Linked DNA regions of Mus musculus: region 2 is linked to region 1. Evidence: chromatin contacts called from public promoter capture Hi-C data. All regions are on one chromosome and are shown on one strand. Each heading gives the region's core, a stretch centred on a gene start, on an enhancer-like site or on the middle of the called end of the contact. The rest is flanking DNA. Distances are from core to core; before and after follow the strand shown. Region 1 holds the start of Dipk1a (divergent protein kinase domain 1A). Region 2 holds the start of Slc26a1 (solute carrier family 26 (sulfate transporter), member 1).

Region 1 (4,480 bases), core at 1,373-3,872:
TGACAGAGTTCTCTAACACAGTGAATCCAGTGGTCAATTCCTTACTATGGCATTCACTCCTCGTTGATACACTAGCTTAATTTGGCTCTTGGGCTACCTTATTCCTTAACTGGCTGCTCCTGAGACCCTGTTCCTTGCTCGCCTCCCTTGATTTGCACTATACCCAGGGCTTCATCCTTGATTTACACCTCTATTTACACCTCCCCCTCTACAAATGCATGTAGTTTGTAAAACCTGGCTTCAATGCCATCTGAAAATGCCGATAACACCTGTGTATCTCTAACGTGCAATATTTTCCTTTATCCCATACTCTCGTGTACACAATCACCTACTCAAGATTGCCATGAGAGCTGGATGTGGTGGTACAGAGTTGCAATCCCAGCACTTGGGAGTAGAGGCAGGATGATTGTGAGTTCAAGGCCAGCCTGGCCTATATGCATCCTTGATTTAAAAAAACTGAAACCCCAAACCCAGACACCACTTGAATTCCAAATACATACTTAAATGTAACATGAGCAAATAAACTCTTGATCTCCTAGCCAACTGTCTGTAGTTTTCTCTACCTCTCACTACCCCATTACCTTGAAGCACTGGCTGGCATGAAACTAGCTATATAAACCAGGCAGGTCTTGAACTCACACATATCTGCTTGCTACTACCTCACCTGGCCTTGACCAGTTTTGTTTTATTTTATTTTATTTTATTTTATTTTATTTTATTTTATTTTATTTTATTTTGAGATAGGGTTTCCAAATTGTGCAGGTGAGCTGGGCTGAGGCTGTCCTTGAATTCCTGATCTGTTTACACCTCCCAAGTACTATGACTGTGGGCATGTCACCACAACTGGCTCTTACCAGACTTCTCTATAGTCATTGTGTTTATTATTTATTGCCTGTCTTCTCATCTCCAAAATGTAATATCCATAAAGTTAGGAATTCTGCCTGCTTTGTCTTTTTGTGTACATAGCAAAAAAATTTGAACAGTGTCTGGATGCTAAGAAAATACTTATTGCAGAGCTGGAGAGATTGCTCCGTGGTTAAGAGGGCTTCTGGCTGTTCCAGAGAACTCGAGTTTGGTTCCCAGCACCCAAGTTGGGCAGCTTAAAACCAACTGAAATTCCAGCCCCAGGTGTTCTGATGCCCTCTTTTGGCTTTTATAAGCAATCACACAAATATGGCAGACATACACATATAAATAATAAAATCTTAAAAAAAAAAAAAAAAAGGGCTGGTGAGATGGCTCAGCAGGTAAGAGCACCCGACTGCTCTTCCGAAGGTCCGGAGTTCAAATCTGAGCAACCACATGGTGGCTCACAACCATCCGTAACGAGATCTGACTCCCTCTTCTGAAGTGTCTGAAGACAGCTACAGTGTACTTACATATAATAAGTAATAAATAAATCTTTAAAAAAACAAAAAACAAAAAAACAACTAAAGGAAACCGGTAGGATCCGTCCTTTCCTCCTTCTTCCTTCCCTCCCTTTGTCTGTCTTTGTCTTAAGTAGCTCCGGTTGGCCAAGTGCTGGAATTACAGGCATGAGTCACCATGCCCAGCTCATATTTACTTTTACTTTAGAAATTACTGAAGTCATTTAATTAAAAGTGAAAGTCAGTGGCTCATGCACTTCTTTGCGAGTAACAAAATATTATCCAGGTTAAAGACCTGTTTCCAGAAACTGAAAGCACTAGAAACATAAAGTACGGCATAGCAAGGGAAAAAAATGAAGTAGGACCTGCATCTCCCTGCATTGAAGTCACTCAGATCAATAGCTGTACTCCTCCCAGGGTGGCCCCTTCTCCCTTATTTGGCCATCAGTGTCAACAGAAGAAAGCAACGCCTTGAGGTGTATAGCCTTAACTGAGCTGCTCTGCTATATCCTAGAAGGTCTCCTGCCTTCACTGTATTTATCCGGCATTTATTTATTTAATTATGTATTTAACGTGTGAATCATGATTCTGTGGTAGAGGCAAGAAAACTCTGAGGCTGTTTTGCAAACAATGCAAACTTCAAAAAGTCGAAATGGTAAAAAAGAAAGAAAAAGAAATAAAAGAAAAAAATTGCATTAAATTTAAGGTACGCAAAGAGGCGAAGTGTCTGGAAGGCCACGCAGAACTGAGCGGGAAGGAGTCCCTTCCTCCCCTAGATAGCGGTGGTCGCGTCTCCGGAGAGCCTCCTTTCCCTGGAGAGGATCTATGAGTTAGTTGGTCGCCTAGGATGCAGCTCTAAGCATCCACAGAATTTCCGTGCAATCCGCTCGCACAGGTCCAGAGCGCGGACGGCGGGACTCCGCGCGTGAAGCCGCAAGCCTCACAGTGAAGTGGGCGCTCCACGGAGCCCACGTTTTGCGCACCCCCGTGCTGCTCGCACCCGCCTCGGCCGTACCCCTCCCCCGTCCGCGCCTCCCCTTTAAGCACGGAGGCGCAGGCGGATTTGTGTCGGCGGACGCGAGGCTCGACTCCCCTTTATGGCGGAGCCCCGCGCCCGCGCCTTGACGACCGCCGCGGCTGGCGGTGGGGGTGGGGTTCTGCGCGCGGAGCCGGCCTCCGCTACCCGCCGCCCTCGCCGCAGCGCGGCCCCGGGGAGCGCGCGCCGGGGGCGGGCCGTGGGCGGGCCGGCGGGGCAGGGGCGGGGAGGCCGGCGGGCGGCCGCGCTCGGGTCCGCCTCCGACTGCGGCGCGGCGGGGCGATGTGAGTGCCATGGCGAGGAGTCTCTGCGCGGGGGCCTGGCTGAGGAAACCCCATTACCTCCAGGTAGGCCGGCCGCGGCCCCGCCACGCGCCCTCCGCTCCGCGCCACGCGGGACTCAGCGCCCCGTCCTCCCTCCGTGCGCGCCCCGCCGCCTCCTGCGGACCGGCACCTGGCGGCGCGCCCTCCCAGCCCTGGTCCCGCTCCTCGGGCGCCGCCCCAGCCCTGAGCCCCTCTGAGTCCCGGCCCCGGACGCGCCGCGGTCCCTCCTCTGCGTGCTCTCCCGCTTTCCCCAAGGGCCCCCCCTCGACCTGCCATTCCTGACTCTGTGTCTGGGGTAGGAAAGGGTGGTGTGTCATTCCTCCATGCTCCACAGAATCGTGACCGATTGTCATACCAGTGGTTCCCCAAGTCCCAGCCAGTAGCTGTGCCTCGTGCAGATCCCCTGGGTTTGGTGTTCTCATCACATCTCTGGTTTAAATGGGAGGGAGGAGTAGGCAAGCTCGATCGAGGCGATGCTTTTGCAAAAAGGGGATGGTGACCGTTGTACGGCTCTTCACTCAGCCCGCCAGCAGTGCGAACGCAATTCACAGTCACGTCGTGTGTACTGTTGCCGTGTTAATTTTTCATGATTTTCTGTTCCGCTGTCAGTAGGCTTTAGAACCCTCCTGCTGCTTTGGTGCACTGTTTGGTCACCAGGGGGACCTAGTAGACGTCGTGAGTAGCTGAGCACAAATCCATAGCTCGGATGGAAAAACAACTACAAATCAATGCCTCACACATTGGCAGTATTGTTATATGTCTCTAGAGGACACTGCTTACATTAAAAGGCCTGACGACATGGGACGTGTATTTAGGTCAGTTGTTGGTGTGCTTCTTATGAGTATGGAAAAAAAAGAAAAAGTTGAGGAGAAACCGTTACTGTCCAAATAAATCTTATATTTTAATTTGAAATTTGCAAGTGTAAGTCATTACATCGAAACGAGAGAAACCCAGATTGAGAGACTGACTTGACAACTCATGGTTTTAAGGGTGTAAAACTGAATGTTTGTAGCAGCGCCACCAGAAATAGTTGTGCCTTGAGTACCAGTATTAGAACCTAGTCTAGCATTCCACCCCTCCAGGTTAAAGTATTTGGGCATGTTTAAAATCTTTGAACTTAAACTACTTAGCTTTCTATTATTAATTTTTGGAGTTGGTAGAGCTTTAGGCTTTAGTTTTGGCTTTAAATGTTTTCCACAGATGTGAATGCAATCTTTGGCGCTATAACTGTACAAAGGTTTTCTGATGTGGTTAAGGTTAGAAATTAAGAGTTCTGGATTCAATCCCCGACACCACGCAAACAAAATTAGTTTTACAAATAGTTATGCTTACATTAATGACAAACACTTAGTGTGTTTCTTACTTTTCTGAATTTGCATCGTTATCAATGATGAAATTAGGGTAAGCTTGCTAGTGGGCTAATATTAAGATTATTAATTTTTAAAAATGTTTAAACTATTTAAATACCAGCACTTGGGAATCAGGCCTCTGAGTTTGAGGCCAGCATAGTCTACATAACAAGTTCGAGATTAGTGACGACTACATAGAGAAATTTTGTCTCAAAAAAATTTAAAGGTAAACTTAAGATTTAAAGGACAAGTTCTCATGTGACACAGATTGACTTAGAACTCTCGAGGTAGCTAAGGATAACCTTGAATTTCTGATCCTCTTGCTTTTAAGAGCTTGTGATTGCAAGGGTATGAATGAATGGCACAGTTGAGAGTCCAGTGTTTTCCCCAGGAGCTTCCTCCCAT
Region 2 (4,480 bases), core at 1,121-3,620, 690 kb before region 1:
GGGCGGGGAGGTAGCCGTGCACTCAGAACGCTTGGGAGGGCTGAGGCAGACAAGAAAACGCGGTCTACAGACGCCTGACTATGCGGGATGCCAAGCGGGATGGGGGTGGTGCGTGTAGTGCGGAAACGCTTGGTGTCTCTCGGGAGAACCTGCTGAAGCTCCAGGAAGGCACAGAAATTCTGGTCTGGTCCTAAAGCCTGTCCGCCCCACCATTTTCCACTGTTGGGCCGGGTATGATGTTTTCTTCCCAAATAAAGAATGCAGTATTTAAATGGTGGACTTAGAGATAAAAGAAAAAAAAAATCACCGAGCTTCATAGGACCAAACAGACGTATGGGCCTCATACCCCTGCCCTGTGTGTGCAGCAGCGAGGCAAGGTGAGCACACTGGGGTGGGGCAGTGAGCCTGATCATACCCATTGCAGCGCCACCCTGAGTGCACAGAGCTGTAGAGGGAAAAGTAAAGCAGGGGCAAACTATGGAAGACATGACTTCATCTGCATTTCCATTTGCTGTGGACACTAACCAGGAGAGGTCTGTCCAATCCCTCCCACCCAGGGTGGAAGAAAGGGGTGGGGCCATCCCTACACTGTTTTCTTTCTGCTTTGAAATGAAGGTGAATACTCCCACCATGTCCTACAGCCCAGCACCTCTGTGTTTACAGGGCATCATTCCACAACTTCAGCTCTGCCATTCTCAAAGATGTAGCAACAGTACATTCCTCAGAGGCCCTTATGTGGGTAACTGGGTAAGTTATCATTATATGACACCCCAGTAGTTATCCCCAGACCACTAGAGGAGCCTGTTATCTGACACAAGAGATGTTCTGACTAACTCTGCCACACCCACTGGGTAACTGCTCCTGTAAGCCACCATTACCAACTGCTGTGCAAACGGTGGCTTCAGAGCTTGTTGTAAGGGAAAGAGGAGGTCCAGCCCTACAAAGGTAGGACAGAACAAGTTAAAACCCTGGGGCCCTAAATAGGCTCTTCTAGGAACAGGAGGCCTTCTTGGAGAGACAGGACAGCATCCAGGTGGGGTGCCTGAGAGCAAAGGTGGAGGAGTACCTACACCATAGAGCATCCAGCCCAGTGTCAGTCAGGCTTTCCACTCTGGCCTCTCCACTCACATTCCATTCCCATCTCACCCACAAGTGGGGCTGGGATCAGGCCCATGGCTGGCAGGAACTGGACAAGACCTGTCAATGTCCCAAAGAAGTGTCCAACCTGTGAACTGGAAGGAACTCTGAATTCTTATTGTCCCCTGACCTGGAAGAATGAAGTCTCAGGGTCCCAGATGGTTCTGTAAGACAATTGTTGATCCTAAACCCATTCTTAAGACCTTTGGGGATAAGAGGAGTAAAACACAGCTTCACTTTGCGCAGCCCCAAAGCAAACTGCCCACTGTGCTGGGGCCTATGGAGACAGCAGACCAGACTAGCTGGCCTTCTAGCCATAATGAAAAGAACTACCTCCATCATGGGAGAGCACCCGGAATACAGGAGCCCACAGAAGACAGCAAGACCGTTACACAAAACTACTTACTCTTAAACACAATGTGAGAAACTCATTGCTCACTACAAGATGTGGATCTGAGGGTTCTGACCAGCCTTACAGAATTTAGGGGCACGCCTCAAGTCTGAGATCTCTGGTTACTTAAGCTAATGTTAAAGGGACATTTAGCTCTAAGCTATTCTTACAAGGCAAGTCTCATGTCCTGCAGAGGTACGTGGGGGCCAAGTACCTCACCAGGATTACAGGGGGTCAGTACTAAGGAGGGGAGGGAAGGAAGGGGGATGAAGCTGAGGGCAATCTAGAATCCCTGCTGCAAGGGAGGAACACACCTATTTTGATGCCGACAGGCTGTGCACAACACAGGTGTGTGTTCACTCACAAGTATGTACACATACAACAGTAGCCTTGCGCATGCACTGCCCTCGGGAACATGGAACAGGGCCTGAGCTTCAGCTTACTCCAGCCAGAACAGTCTCCATGATGGTGGAAAGAAGATAACCAGCATCTGGGGAGGCGGAGTCAGCTGTATTTGACCCCAGAATCTCATGATTTCACGCAGTTCCTCTGGGGCCTCACACTCAAGTAACCTGCCTCAGCCACTCCTGTCTCCACCTCCTCTTCCTCATAACAAGACAGAAGCGGCTGCACCTGGAGCACCCACCCCTCTGTAAAGGGGAGTTTATCTCATGCCCACATAACCGTAATTACTTGTGAGCCTCTGATTATAGTACAACTTGCTGGATTAGCTCACCGGATTAGCAGCTCAGGTAACATTCATTTGACTGGGAAAACCCATGACTCAGCTATCTTTTGGGTAAATAATTTAACAGTGAGCCCAGCGGAGTATTCTCCACAGATCAGCCTCAGAGGTGCCTGCCAACCAGCTCTCTGTCTGTTAAGCCAGAGTGATTGGAGGATCAGCCCACCAGCAAACTGCTGCCCCTGGATATTGCAAAGCCTTCAGAGCCGGCCAGGTGCCCCAGGTAAGAACTGTCCCTTGTACCCATACAACAGGACCCAGAAAAGGTGGCTTAATGGGCAGAAATAGGAACCTAGATTGCCATTTCTCTGGGGATTGTTCAGATACAAGGCAGGTGATACTTATAGTCCTTCCTCCACACATCTGAGCCCCTAGACACTTGGGGTGAGCCTCAGAGTGTTCAATGACCCTTATGTATCATTGTTTTTATAATGTTACTCAAGAGCTAGAATGCCTGCTAGACAACCACCCTACCAGGGAAGCTGCTATCCCAGTACCCAGGCCAAGCACAATTGGCTCCAACAGTCACCACCATGTCCTGGGTTGCAAGAGAACAGAGAGTGTTTGATTAATATTACAAACAAGCACTTTGGAACCTGTAAACAGGACCAAGGCCATCACGTGGTCAGCACAGCCTGAGAATTTTTCAGTACCACAGCAAGGTCAGAAGGGGCTAGGACAGCCAGGCCAAAGGTGGACATCTGTGAAGCAGTGTGCTTGTTCGGTGTACTTGAGCCTCTGAGAAGAGATTCAGCACTTGGCATAATGGGCACACTGGTTCCACAGCACACTAGTGCCTGGTGAGACACATTCTAAACTCATGAAGAAGGCTATCAGAGACCAAGGGCCCTAGCACACACAATATACAAGGTCTTCTGCCAACCTCCAGGTCCATGGTGTTCACAGGAGAACAGGTGATGGCTTGTGAGAACTCATGTAGAAGTTGGGTGTCTGGCAGAGACCCTTGCCAGACTGGGTGGGTGGGTGGGTGGGTGGGTGGGTGGGAAGAGGTTGGAGTTCAAGTTCAAGATGCATCTGCCTCTACTGTCATTGTGGCTTGGGCATATGTGGGCTGGTGGAGGCCTAGTCTAGCCCTTGTAGGTGATCTTCAGAATGCTTTAGACAGCAGACTTCACATAGGGGCTGAGTTAAGTAGACCACAGAGCACTGCTGGGGTTGAAGCTAGGTCAAATGTCTCCCTGAGGCATGCTGCTGCCATAAACACCTCTCACAATAAAACTAGCATCTTGGAGCTCAAGGCCTTATATTCACCCACACAGAAGTACAACCTCACGTCAGTAGGACAGGCTCTGATATCTGATGTCTGTGTTTGGGTGGACAAAAACTCACTGTGAAGCTGGCTCCTGGGCTCTGAGGGCCTAGACACCTAACCATGCCCATTCCCCCTTGCAGATAAGCCAAAGAGCCTGGTGTGACAGGATGGATGCTTCTCCTGAGCCCCAACAGAAGGGTGGGACACTGGTACTGGTCCGACGGCAGCCCCCTGTGTCCCAGGGCTTGCTGGAAACACTGAAGGCCAGGCTGAAGAAGAGCTGCACCTGCAGTATGCCATGTGCTCAGGCTCTGGTGCAGGGTCTGTTTCCTGCCATACACTGGCTGCCCCAGTACCGCCTTAAGGAATACCTAGCAGGTGATGTCATGTCAGGATTGGTCATTGGCATTATCCTGGTGCCACAGGCCATAGCCTACTCACTGCTGGCTGGGTTACAACCCATCTATAGCCTCTACACTTCCTTCTTTGCCAACCTGATCTACTTCCTCATGGGCACCTCCCGCCATGTTAATGTGGGCATCTTCAGCCTGCTGTGTCTCATGGTGGGTCAGGTGGTGGACAGAGAACTCCAGTTGGCTGGCTTTGACCCTTCCCAGGATTCTCTAGGGCCCAAGAACAATGACAGCACCCTCAACAACTCAGCTACAACACTGATCATTGGGCTACAGGACTGCAGACGGGACTGCTATGCCATTCGGGTTGCCACTGCCCTTACTCTGATGGCCGGGCTTTATCAGGTAAAGAGTTAGCTGCACAGCAAGTAGGCTGGCTGTCCCAGTTTCTTAGAGCACCTGAAGGTGCTTGCCACTCACTACCAGGAAAGCCTGGAAGCATGTAGAGAAAGTATCCCTAAGGCTCAGAGAGAAAATAGCACAGCAAAGGCAGAGGTGGAGCCCAGGCCTAGGTACCAGAG

Evidence for each region. Promoter capture Hi-C pulls out the DNA fragments that hold promoters and counts their contacts.
Region 2: a contact with region 1 is called in a promoter capture Hi-C map of cranial neural crest. The contact joins the promoter of Slc26a1 here to the promoter of Dipk1a in region 1. A contact is called at or near these places in 6 of 39 promoter capture datasets (cranial neural crest, embryonic stem cells, frontonasal cranial neural crest and 1 more), 1 of 484 Hi-C or Micro-C datasets (embryonic stem cells), 2 of 115 datasets of contacts at active chromatin or transcription factors (astrocytes and embryonic stem cells) and 1 of 9 other capture datasets (embryonic stem cells).

What each region holds. Positions count from the first base shown.
Region 1 is chr5:107,985,219-107,989,698 of GRCm38.p6, reverse strand. Dipk1a (divergent protein kinase domain 1A) reads left to right here and starts at 2,622. Exons shown (of 5, transcript NM_026062.4): 1 at 2,622-2,750. The coding sequence starts at 2,697.
Region 2 is chr5:108,673,255-108,677,734 of GRCm38.p6, reverse strand. It overlaps Slc26a1 (solute carrier family 26 (sulfate transporter), member 1), which reads left to right and starts at 2,370. Exons shown (of 3, transcript NM_174870.4): 1 at 2,370-2,496; 2 at 3,687-4,304. The coding sequence starts at 3,714. All of the region lies in intron 3 of Idua (iduronidase, alpha-L), which reads right to left.